3 separate regions of the Sus scrofa genome follow, and regions 2 and 3 are each linked to region 1. A link is a contact called in public Hi-C data. All regions are on one chromosome and are shown on one strand. Each heading gives the region's core, a stretch centred on a gene start, on an enhancer-like site or on the middle of the called end of the contact. The rest is flanking DNA. Distances are from core to core; before and after follow the strand shown.

Evidence for each region. A called contact is a pair of places that touch in the nucleus more often than the background predicts.
Region 2: a contact with region 1 is called in a Hi-C map of fetal heart ventricle, with 3 times the contacts expected there. The contact joins two enhancer-like sites. A contact is called at or near these places in 2 of 47 Hi-C or Micro-C datasets (fetal heart ventricle and heart right ventricle) and 1 of 2 datasets of contacts at active chromatin or transcription factors (skeletal muscle).
Region 3: a contact with region 1 is called in a Hi-C map of omental adipose tissue, with 1.7 times the contacts expected there. The contact joins two enhancer-like sites. A contact is called at or near these places in 2 of 47 Hi-C or Micro-C datasets (fetal heart ventricle and omental adipose tissue).

The regions. Positions count from the first base shown.
Region 1 is chr6:107,465,061-107,469,342 of Sscrofa11.1, reverse strand. No RefSeq gene overlaps it. Among named protein-coding and RNA genes, the nearest start is that of GATA6, 180 kb to the right of the region's middle. Within about 2 kb of position 2,487, at least 17 of the 83 cell types and tissues checked have an H3K27ac peak or open chromatin away from gene starts, as enhancers often do. A contact at or near this core is called in omental adipose tissue and skeletal muscle, where this site is marked.
Region 2 is chr6:107,654,977-107,659,258 of Sscrofa11.1, reverse strand. The region is part of intron 3 of LOC106510680 (a long non-coding RNA gene); the gene reads left to right. Among named protein-coding and RNA genes, the nearest start is that of RBBP8, 270 kb to the left of the region's middle. Within about 2 kb of position 1,803, at least 35 of the 83 cell types and tissues checked have an H3K27ac peak or open chromatin away from gene starts, as enhancers often do. A contact at or near this core is called in skeletal muscle, where this site is marked.
Region 3 is chr6:107,299,048-107,303,329 of Sscrofa11.1, reverse strand. The region is part of intron 5 of GATA6 (GATA binding protein 6); the gene reads right to left. Among named protein-coding and RNA genes, the nearest start is that of GATA6, 17 kb to the right of the region's middle. Within about 2 kb of position 2,124, at least 18 of the 83 cell types and tissues checked have an H3K27ac peak or open chromatin away from gene starts, as enhancers often do. A contact at or near this core is called in omental adipose tissue, where this site is marked.

The sequences.
Region 1 (4,282 bases), core at 1,238-3,737:
CTCAGTGGGTTAAGGATCCGGTGTCATGAGCTGTGGTGTAGGTTGCAGATGCGGCTTGGATCCCGCATTGCTGTGGCTGTGACGTAGGCTGGGGGCTACAGCTCCAATTCGACCCCTAGCCTGGGAACCTCCATATGCCGCGGGAGCGGCCCTAGAAAAGGCAAAAAGACTAAATAAATAAATAAATAAATATTTAAAAAGTAAACAAAAGACTTCATTTCTTGCTACTCATCCTAAGTGGACTTGTCTGTTTCCCTCCTTCCTACACACACGCACGTATGTACCCACACATGGGCATAAGCTGGTGTGCAGAGGAAAAGCCCAGACCTTAACAAAATTACTCCCCTTCTTTGAGTTTCTTTGTCCCTTCCTCAAATTGGAGGTGATGTAACCTATCTAAATGAGGGGCCATTTTGAGGCTGGGGTGCCGAGTTCATACCAAATATCCCCTTCCTAGTAGCTTTTCTCCAAATTATTTAATAGATCTTATGAAATGTCTTGATTGGTTTTGCCACTGACTTTTCCGTATGAAGACATACGAGAGGCAGGAGAGTGTAGGAGTTCAAAGTGCTGCTCTAAATTCATTTCTGTTTCTTTGCTGTGTGGCCCTGGGCAAGGGACATAACCGCTTTCTGACTTCATTTCTTCATCTATAAAATTGGGGATAACAGGGACCCAGCTCACTGACGTGTTGTGAGGATTAAATGAGATCATGTAAGCAGGCCTTCAGCATAGGGCCTGGCCTATCATACATGTCCAGTAAGAATTAGCAGTTTTAATATGATTATTATTGTTATTTATTATCATGGCTGAGCAAGAAGCAGAGGACAATTGACACCACCAGTAGAGATGGGCTCTGAGCGATTTTCATGTGCTGAGGAAAATCCTCCTTTGCCCGTCCCTTCTTACACTGTCCAGTGGGCAGCTGGAGTTGTCTGCCTTGTGGACACTTTATTCTAAGAAGCTTATTCAGTGTGCTGACGGCTTTTGATCTCCCTGATTTTGACTCGTAGAACATCAAGAGGAAAATACTGCGTGATGTGTGTGTCATGATATCGTGGTTTCCTTCTAACAGGAGCAGGAAAGATAATACCATGGGTACTGCAGGCTTGTTGTGTAGCTATCTGAATGGAGGGATCCAAGCCCTAAAACCAACACCATTTACCCAATTGTCTTTGAAGAAAAGTAACTGTTAATCATAAAGTGGAAAGAATCTTTGGGAAAACTTTATCAGTATTATCAGCCTATTAGTTTAACATGGTCTAATCCTTCCCCAGACTATTTACTCAGGCACATTAAGGGCTTCTGGGTTAACCCTCCCCGTACTGTGGGGCTCCAGTTGGGGGCAACCTGTTCTCATTGGCTGTTTTTACCCAGAATGTGAAGGATACACGATCACCTTGTGCAAAGAACAAGAAGAACATTCTGGTGTCAGTGCCAGCAGCTCCCGTGTTTTCACTTCCAGCAAATACCAAGTCCTTCCATCTTTCACCCGCTTATATGTGGAGAGACTGAACAAAACGTTCTGACATGAGCTTGTTTCAAAACGTCTACCAGGGAAGCAACTTGAGAGATTGAGTAGGGAGGCTGTGGGTGTATTACCCTGGTCATGCTTAAGGAACTTGGAAAACAGAGTCCGAAAATGAGGTGGAGGTGGGGAAAATGACGGCAGAGATAACTTGGCAGTGACACAAAAGCGAACCAACAAAACAACAGCACAACCTGAAAGGAGAATTGAAGAGGCTGAGCAGGGAAAGGGGATGTCAGGTTGACAACTTAGCTAGAAATCTGGACACTGTAAGAGACAATTTAGTGCTGGGTCATGCCCTGGGCTGAATTTATTGCTGCTTTCCTTGTTAACTCGCCTCATGTTTAAAGTCAAAACTGCCATGGGGATTTTATCATCTCCATCATGTATGATCTGCCTTAAAATACGAACCCCGAAGGAAGTCTCCTCCGCTCTGAGGTTTCTTACCCTAAGCGGCAGGATGATGCGCTTCCCATCAAAGAGGGAAAAGCAGAGGATTTAAGGATGCTGAGGTAGATATTTTTTAGGTAGTGGATTTGAAAGGAGGTTCTGAATTCGGCCTGTGCTCTGAGAAATCAGCGAGGCAGGGAGGAGGAGGGAGTGGGCTGGCCTGAGGGACGATGGCAGGGACACAGGTGAGGGTGGACACGTGGAGGCCAGTAAAGGAGTAGGGCGGAGCGCGCCGACCTCCGGGCGGCCTGGGACTGAGGTCCAGCCTTTGCCACTTGCCAGGGCTTGTGCTGCCAAAGACAGAGGGGCCAGATGATTCTGCTCCCTGCTCGCCCCTCAGGAGATTAAAAAGTAAACCCTAATTTGAAGCTACGTTTTGTCAGTTTCAGGTGAGTAGAAAAGATTTCCTCCGGAGCCAACGATAATATCACAAATGAGGTGCGTTAAGAATCCAGCCGGGACCTCACGCTTGGGCGCTCCCCTCTCTTTGGTGTCCCGGAAGCGGGCGCCGGGGATGCAACAGAAAAGCGGAGAGGCGAGGTCTCCAGCCTCTTCTCCAACTCTGGGAGGCCGCAGTTCGTAGGGCGAAATTGAAAATGCACAACGTGCCGCCTCGGGAGGCTAATGATGTTTATGCAGACATACCACGCCGGTGGAACGGTCCCAACATTCCGCTCACGGCGCAGGGGAGAGGAGGTGGGGGCGCGGCCGGGCCGCCCCTCCCCCGCCGCCTTCCTGCGCCGCAACCTGGACTTGACCCCCGAGAGCCTGGCGCGCCGCGGCCGGGGCCGCCCCGCCGGAGCCGGGCCGCCCCGGCCGGCGTCGCCCCGCCGCGCTCGCCGAGCCCGACGCGGAGTAGCCTGAACGCGAGCCGGTCCAGTGTGGAAATGTTTCACACGTCCGCACCCCTGGTTTGATGGAGGGGGGGCGCTGGAGTGCAGACGGAGCAGAAAGGGGTTCTGTCGCCAAAGACTGAGAGGGTCGGGAGCAGAGAAGGGCTGTGTGAGCCCCGGGTTGGATTCGACCCCAGAACCCTGGGCAGCCCCCGCTGGGTAATTCCAGGAGAGTAGAGTCGTTCGTTCCCACTCTCTGCCCTTCCAAGTCCCAACTGTAAAGCGGGGCATTAGCCTGGGACGTTTTCAAGGGCCCTCCAGCCCTGACATGCTGTGATTCTTCTAAGCCTGTGTGAGTTGTCTCATGTGGATCAAGACTCCTGGCAAAAGGAAAAATAACTCCATAACAGGGGATCCGCTAAAGCTCAGCTCTAGAATGGACGCCCCCTACCCGCCCCCAACAAAAAGTTTCAGATAACCCCAAACACTAGAATCCGGTGCATTTTAACTCTGTTAACTCTTTCGAGTTTATTTATTTCTTTAGTAACAAAGGTAATTGATTAGAGTTAGTGCTGGGGAGAAAAAAAAAGTGTTCCTGGGTCATTTGTCTTTTGGAGGAAACGTAAATCCATAAATCCTCTAAGAAATAAAACTCTCTTCATTTCCCAAGTAGGCAGATCTTCCCAAGTTTTTCTTCAACCTAAATCTTTGCCCTTAGCCACCTAACATCAGTGGCTTTCTTTTCCTGAGAGCCATATAATCTTTCAATAAAGGGAGAAAAGAAAGCTCCACTCTTCCTGTGAAAGATGTGCCCAGGAAGAAAGATATTTAGATTTTATTTTGAGAGGGTTTTTAATCTGAAACAGAATTTTTTAATAGCCTAGTAAAGTATGTAAGATAATTTATAAACTAGGTGTTACACAAATGATGATGCTTGAAGTTATCTCTGGTTGGGAAAACGAACATAAGATCTTCCAGTTACACCATGGAATGTACTACATGTGGGTGATTCAGAGGCTGGCTAATCTTTCCCCACCTCCCCTCAAACAGTAGCATTAACAATCAGGATTGTATTTCTAACATTCGTGGCTTGAAAAATAATGCGTGTTAGGGTGATCGATTCACATACTAGTTCTTACCGAAATAAGGTAACAAGGTGTGCAGTGATCATTAGCCATTGGAGGTGCCAAAGCACATTCCAGTTACAGCCTCCTGGGGACTCTTCCAAAATGCCCAAATGCGGTGTTCCGCTGAGCTCCCATCTCCTCCTCCGCCTCACCCCTGCCCTCCCCAGAATGCTCCGCCTCTAATCAGCAGCCTCCCCAGGCTGGCCTCCGTAGGAGACAGATACACGGCCCTGCTCGCCTCTCCTCCCCCCACTTCCCAGGGACAGTCCTTGCAGGGGGGTGTTTGTTGTGCTGACCTTGTGATCGAGTGACCCAGAGAAGGACACTGTGTGCAGTCACTGGAG
Region 2 (4,282 bases), core at 554-3,053, 190 kb before region 1:
AGACCAGTCTGGTTATTTGCAAGTTCTCTTTCAGCAAATATTTATCCAGTACCTTCAATGAGCAGCACTGTTCTAGGCACTAGTGGCCAAGTGGTGAATGAGGCAGAGTCCTTGCCTTGGTGGACATTATCTGCTGACTTCAATGTCATAGGGAGGCTACAATGTCCTTTAGCAAGAGAATTTTTTGAAGCTTTTTTTTTTTTTTTTTTTTTGCCTGTTTCTATTTAGCTTTTTGAAAATTTTTTTTGGTAACAGCTTTATTGAGATACAATTCACATACCATACAATTCATCACTTTAAAGCTTATAATTCAGTGATTTTTAAAATATATTCAGAGTTGTTCAACCACAACTACGATCAATTCTAGAACATTTTCAGCACCCCAAAGAGAAATTATACCCCTAAATTGTTATTCCTCCCTCTCCACCCCACCTTCCTTCACGGCAACCAATCTTCCTGTCTCTATAGATTTTCTTATTCTGGATACTTTATACAAATGGAATCATACAATATGTTGGTTTTTTTGTAACTGGCTTCTATCACTTAGCCTAATGTTTTCAAGTTTCATCCATGTTATTGCATATATGAATTCTTGGCCCTTTTTTATGGCTGAAAACTTTTTAAAAATCTCCTAATGCATATTAAATACTAAGTTGTTGATGGATTGCTGCTTTTTTTTTTTTTAATAGTGTGTGGGGTCCTGTCTTGCCTTCTTCCTCACCACTCCTTCTCCCACCCTTCCTAAGAAGGGTTTTCTCTCCTAGTCTCTTTGAAGGCAACTGCATTCCTGCTGCTGCACATATTCCTGCTTTAACTTTAACATCCACTGAAATTTGGAACATGTGGCACCTACTTTTGCAATGACAGGAAATCTGGTTTCTGTCCTTTATTTCTTCTTAGTCCTTTCATTTTGCATCTGTGCACCCTCTGAATGTAATGGTTCCAGGATTTTCTACAGAACTTTGTAGAATTGGCCTTAGAATGGAAGCTTCAAATGATATCCAAAGATACATGAACCAGCCAAAGGAGAAAGTGTTGGGATGAAGAAAATCAGTAATGACAGCCAGGGAATTTTCACCAAATTGGAACAGACTTGTTCCTTATTCTTTATGCCTGATGGATTGAACAGTTTCCACAAGGGCTTTGTACCATCTAGGACCTGAAGATACGCTGTTTTTCCTAGCAAACTCCAGACTCTATTTTACCCTCACTTCCTTTCTTCTGGGTTTGGCCCATGCAAAGCCCACCGATAAGTTATAAATGACTTATCAAGCATTAACGTTTAGAAAGTAGACGGCTCCATAAATACCTACTTGGACTCATTAAAAAGCTACAGTGATTAAAGAGAATGATTAGTGTGGTGCCAGAGGGGAAAGAAGAAAATCCAACATCTGACTCAAACCCGGCCAGACCTCTTCTCAGGGCAGACGTTCATGTCCTGGAAGAGGATCTGGCCTGCGAGCAGGAACAGGGAGACAGAGCTTCGGAGGCGGCATCTGAGCAAACTGCACACTAGGCCTGTCAAGGGAAGAGTTATGAAAAGTGCACACGTTCTTAGAGACGATTACCCCCTTGCCCTCCACGCCTCCTTCCCAACCTCCCCTTCCACTCCCTGTTGCCCCCCTGAAACTGAAAACATTATTAAAACAGGGAAACCTATAACTGGTATGAAATGACCCTCCAATGACTGCCTAATTACATCGAAATGAAAGCCGGGGGGCTACAAATAACCCGTAACTGTCCCGGCTGTCACTGAAGAGGAGCCTGCACATGAGTCATGAGTCATGAATTAGCCACTAAGTGTTTCACGTCCAGCCACGGGCCGCCGGCCTCTGCCCTGCCCGCGCTGGCCCCTCGCGGCCTCCCACGCCAGGCCCCGCGCGGCGCTCCGAATCCCGGGTCGGGACCAGGCGGCGGGGCTCCTGCTCCAGGCGTTTGTTGTTGTTGCTCGGAGGGCGCAGGAACTCGGCGCCCCGCTCCCCCTGCAGCCCCCGGCCGGCGTGGGGGAAGTCTCCCAGGCTGCACAGGAGACAGGCTGACTGAAGGAGCGCAGCCAGCGCGGCTGCAGATAAGTTAATGTACACAGAGAGGATGTAAATTACCACGACCCTCAGCAGCAGGACATTGGCCAGGGCCCTGTCAGGGAGAGGACAAGCGGCGGCGGGCCGGGGGCTCGCTGACATCCAGCCCGAGATGGAGCCGCCAGGCGGCCCGGCCGAGGAGGACCTTTTGGAGCCAGGCTTTCCTTGAAAACAGCTGCGTGTCCCTGACACCTCCAAACTAATGCATTTTTAATCAGGGGAATTAGCTCTAGGCGTCCCATATTTTTCCAAACCCCCTCTTGCAGCCACGTCCCCGTTCCCGCCCCAGTTTAGTGACTAGCAGTCCCATTATGTTTCCTTATCGACTCTGCAGTCTCCCGCTGCTCCCACGCACTCCAGACCCAGCCACCTTTGAAAGCCTCCCCTCCCCACCCCCACCCTCCTCCTTGGCCTGTTCTCTCCAGCACAGCTTTAGCCCCCACCCTTCCCTCTGTTTATACAGTGACATCACGGCCCCTGGCTCTTCAAGACTCAGAGAAAACAGAGTTCAAAAAGGCAAACAGGAAAGCCAGCTGGTCGTAGGCACCGGGTGAGATTCGGTCCAACTGAGGCGGGACTGCACGCGTGCGATCACCCCTGTCGGAGCCCAGCTCTTTAAAATACCAAGTCCTTGGGACGCTGCTTCCCAGGCAAATGCCCATGACAGTTTTAGGGGAAATTTTATGCGAGAAACACTTGGAGGATTTAGTTTTCCAATAGCCAACGAAAGAAAAAGTAAAAAGATAAAACAGGTGAAATTAATTTAAATAATAGTATTTAACCCCATAGATCCAAAATATGCTTTGAATCAATATAAAAAACGATGAATGAGGTATTTTGTATTCTTTTTGTTATGGTAAGTCTTTGAAATCCAGTATTTTTACTCTAACAGCACTCCTCAATTTAGATGTTAGTTTTCCATTGGAAGTACTTGATTTGTATTTAGAGTTCATAAAACTTGCAGTTGGAGAAGTTGATTCACAAACCCAAGTTGTTCCAAACATACTTAAACGTTTCCCAATAACTGAATTCAGTATTAGTTTTTAAATTGAAACTAATACTGAATTTATAAAATTTATATAATAAAATTGAATTTCAATGAAATTTAAAACTCCCCCAATCACACATTTCAAATTCTTTTTTTTTTTTTTCTTCTTTTTTTAGGGCTGCACCCAGCGGCATATGCAGATTCCCAGGCTAGGGGTCCAATCAGAGCTACAGCTGCCGGCCTAGCCACAGCCACAACAACATCAGATCTGAGCCTCATCTGCGACCTACACCACAGCTCAGGGCAACGCCGGATACTTAACCCACTGAGCGAGGCCAGGGATCAAACCCACAATCTCACAATTCCTAGTCGGGTTAATTTCCGCTGTGCCATGACTGGAACTCCCATTTCAAATTCGTAACAGCCGATGCAGCTATCTGCTACCTTATCCAACAGCATACATAGTTACTTAACCTCTCCAAGTTTTGCTCTTGTTGTAAAATGGGGATAATAATATCTGCATAATGTAGGATTTTCGTAAGAATTAAATTAAAAAGAGCAATATGTATAAAGTTCTCAGCACAGGGCCTGGTATGTAGAAAGTGCTCAGTAATGAAGGCCACTCTGAAGATGATTTCTCTTTTTCCCTTTGTCAGTTACCCCTCTGTCATCCCAGTGCCTGCCTCCAGAACTTGCCCTTAGGGAAAGGTTGTTAAATGAATTTACACTAAGCTGCCAAGAATGAACAGGGTATTCAAACACACATGTGCCCTTCTGTCTCTCCTTACTAGACAACCTCCCCTTACCCCCAGTACAGCTACAGCTTCGTTTATTATCTATGTGTGAATGACTCCCAACTCCAAAAGTTAAACACACATCTTCAGGGCTGTATATCCATTTGCCTAATAAAGATCACTGAAGTTTTCTAAACATATGTTAACTCAACCCACCAAAAGCCAAATTGATTATTATCATCCCTAATGTGCCTCTCCTTGGCTCTCTCATTGACTTGGTGCCACCATCCATTCATACCTGATGCCTCAGCCAAGATCTGGCAGTCATTCCAAGTTCTTCTCTCTCCTTCACTCTTCCCCTCACCCCAAATCCTTAGACAATTTCTGAGACCTATGAATTCTCCCTCCTAAATAGCTCCCAAATCCAAATTGGTCTGTCAGTCTTCATGGCCACTACCCCAACCTAAGCCACTGTTGTC
Region 3 (4,282 bases), core at 875-3,374, 170 kb after region 1:
TTGCAAAGTATCTGTAATCCACAAAGCAAGGTTGTATTCTTAAATGTAGCCTTCTAACCTGAGGTCATATGAAAAGATGAGTAACACTCTGCTTACACTTAAATTACCTAGAATTCTGGCTTTTAGATTGTGATAATGAGTCACTTATTAAACAAACCACAGTCCTGTGATAAATTGGGTGGCCACATTTATTATAAACTATTTACAGAGCAATACAGTTTTACTGTTTCCCAGTATACATACAGTCATTGGATATTAATGTAGCAAATGTATTTCTAGCTACTCACCATTCCCCATGACATACACACGCGCTCCATTCCCCATGACATACACACGCGCGCGCGTGCACACACACACACACATGCACGCGCACAAGGAAAAAAAGACTGAAGTCTAGAAAAGGCCTTCAGAGCAAAGTGAAAGTATGCAAACTCTACACGCTTCAACATTCCCTGCCAGGGTGACGTGTGACTTTCGTGGCGAAGGCCAAAGTGGTCAGACAAGGAACGTGAGTGAGTTATTAGAAGGGGCTGTGAAAGAAGAAAGGGAGCCTGGCACGTAAGGAGCATGAAGATAAAATGCCAACAAAATATTTATGTTCATGGCCTGCAGCAAGTGGCAAGTGGGATATTAATAACTGTGATGATTGGCTGACTCCCTGGGAGCGGTGGGAGACGTCGGTTCCAGCCCGGGCTTCAACGCGGACTTGGTTTGTGACCTTCTGGAGTCATTCTGGATCCTGGTTTATAAATGAGGCGATAATAATACCTAAATGCAACGCTCACAGACCCTCGTGGGAGATTAATGCCTTTCTGCTTTTTTAATTTAGTAAAAGATATCTTGGACTATAAACTCTGGGGAGAAAATGGACACTTTCCTCTTAAGAAATGCATTTTTAATGATTTTGTAAAAAAAAATCAAAGGCAAGTTGGACATTTCTGAAAGTTCCAACTAACTAGCACTTAGTGTGTATGGGTTTAAATAACACCATCAGGAGGATTTTAGTACCACAATCTGTATTTCATATTTTAAGGGAGAATTTTTTTTTTTTTTTTTTCATTTTTTGGCTGCACCAAAGTTCCCAGGCCAGGGATCGAACCTGCGTCAGTCACAGCAACAACCCAAGCCACTGCAGTGACAATGCCAGGTCCTTAACCTGCTAAGCCACACAAAAACTCTCATTTTAAAGGAGACTTTTTATCTTCACATTAACAGTAAGCTTTACTACCTATTATCTTTTCTATTATCCAACTAGCAAAGCCCTAGAACTATAAAGTATTATATCAGTAAGTATAACGTTTAAGAAGAAAATTCATATATACAATGCTCCTTACATGTTTGGTTATAAGCAAATCACTTTTCAGATGTTATTTTCATGGCTATATTTGATACTGAAATAGCTAACCAAAATTAGATTTCTTTGAGGAAATGTTATTTCTTCTCTCTAAAGACTTCAACATCACATATTCTATCATATAGTAATCCAGTGTGCCTTAGTAATAAAAACATTGGCTCTGACTCTGCCAGACCTGGGTCCAAATCCAGCCTCTAAATCTGGTACATAGCCTTGGGCCTATTCTTACTGAGTCTCACTCCCCCAAATGGAAAAAGGAAATAAAAACACCTCATTTGTAGAGTGATAATCGGGAATTTAAAAGGTACACGAAACACCTGGCACATAAAAGTCACCTGACAGAAGCTAGTTCCCTGCCTGCCTTCGTCCACTATCTCATAAATAAGAAAACTCCCCCAGAGTTCCCATCGTGTGCGCGGCGGAAACAAATCCGACTAGGGACTATGAGGTGGAGGATTGGATCCCTGGCCTTGCTTAGTGGGTTAAGGATATGGAGTTTCCATGAGCTGTGGTGTAGGTCGAAGACGCGGCTTGGATCCTGCATTGCTGTGGCTGTGGTATAGGCCAGCAGCTATAGCTCTGATGAGACCCCTAGCCTGGGAACCTCCATATGCCACAGGTACGACCCTAAAAGGACAAAAAGAAAAGAAAACTCCCCCAAAGCAACCATATGATGACTAATTGCAGGACTAATCCATTAATGTCTGGCTTTCGGGCACCCTAAAGATGTGTGTGGAATATCTGAGGTAAGAGGCAGGCAGCCTGGTGAACCTCTCCTTTTTTTTCTTTTTTTTTATTGAAGGAGAGTTGATTTATAAGCTTGTGTTCATTTCAGGTGTACAGCAAAGTGATCCGGTTATACATACACACATATATGTATCTTTTCCAGATTCTTTTCCATTGTAAATATATTCTTTTCCAATACATATACATAATATCTATTTTCCAATATACATGATATTGAGTACAGTTTCCTGTGTTCTCCAGGAGGTCCTTGTTGATCTATTTTCTATACAGTAGTGTGTCCCTGGTAACCCCAGACTCCTTTCCTCCCTCCCCCCACCCCCGAATCTTTTCTTCTCAGTCAAGTTGCCAAGTGAAAGCAATGCATACTGGATAGAAATCCTTCGTGAATGTTCCTGTCGTCTATTTAACTATTAAAGGAAGAGTTACTAATAGAAGGAAGCTATTATTTTGTGACCAATCATAATGTCATAGTAAATCCAAATTGATTCAATTTCTTGGAGGAAAAAAAAGCAGTAGACTATAACCTTGCTCATAAAGAAAGAGGCGACTCAAGCGATGTTTTCCAATTTTCATCATAGGATGCGAATATTAACCTATAAAATAAAATCTATAGAAAGAATTTTAAATATGAACCTACAAAGTGCTTAACCTTTCTTTCTTCAGAGATGTCTATAAAGACATCCAGAAATCACAACAAACATCAGTCCCTCAATCAGTGCCCAGCTACAGGCACTTAACTCTTTCAAACCACTTTTAGTACAAGATTTAACACCACGCAACTCAGAGCTATTTCTTCTGACAAGGTCACTGTGATTACCAAGGAGTGATTGCAGTAGTCTCTCTAGACCCACAGCATCCCAGAAGGATCAAAGCAGCAGCAATGAAAATATCTACTTCATACCCAGAAAAGGACCCCCCAAAGTGGGTAAGACCCCACCCAAGGCAGAGAGCCAGCCAGAGAGGTATCTGAGATGAACAGGAGTCCAAGGCTGCCTGTTCTCCTCACGGATGTTGTCTGTCACCAACAACAAAGGCCAGGAAAACGAATTCCTATCACCAACACGCCATTCCATTCTCCGAAGGGTCACCAGGCAGACACTAGGAGCTAAACTTTCGAAGTCCTGAGGCCACTAGCTCCAAGGAAGTGGTTTTCCGTACCAGTTGTGAGAGGAAACCCTGCTTGTAAAAGGTAGAACCAGGAGCATGCCTGTGTGTGTTTATACAATTATCAACATACTCCTGGTTAAGAACTTATTCATTGTTGGACTGCAGCACAGAGACGAACACATTCATCACTGCATGGGGTGTTAGAGAAAGTCCGTCATTTAGAAATGAACATAGTGTGGCCCCCACTTAAGGCTGACCTAATATTGACTTGAAATACTTAAATATTGGCCTTTCACCTAATTTATCCATCTCATCGCCTGCCTTTGGCTTTTTCTACCCTCCACTCAGCCACACTGAATTCCTAAAACTGTGTCCCTCAAGATAGCCAGCTCTCTTCCTGGGGGCCTCTATTCCACTTTTCCCCCCGGCAAAAACCCTACACAACGAATTCAAATCTCCTCTCCTCTGCCATTTGCAACTCTGCTGTCAGAATTCATGGCTCCATACTTTCAACTCCTACGTTGTTGCTCACTTAAAGCACTTCCAAATCTGATCAACAGTGAGAATGGACTAAACCTACAGGCCCCCACCACTAGCAACCAATCTGATGTCCATCCAGAACCTTATTTTACTCGGTAAACAGGGCCTCCAATACTGCAATACTTCTTAAATGGAACACTAACCATAAAAGGCAAGGGCTAGTCAGATATACTTCGTCTCTGTTTATTTCAACATTACATGTTTAATGACGTCAACATTATACTTGCAATTTTAATATGAACTTAAGTAGCTTTAATTTTGTTGAAGGATTATCTATAGAACTACTTTGAGGCAGGCCGATATGTTCAGGGATTTCTTTTCTTTTCTTTTTTTTCTTTTTTTTTTTTTTTGTCTTTTGTCTTTTGTCCTTTTAGGGCAACATTCATGGCATATGGAGATTCCCAGGGTAAGGGTCCAATAGGAGCTGTAGCTGCCGGCCTACACCACAGCTCGCAGCCAGCAACACCGGATCCTAATCCCACTGAGTGAGGCCAGGGATCAAACCCAAAACCTCATGGTTCCTAGTCAGATTTG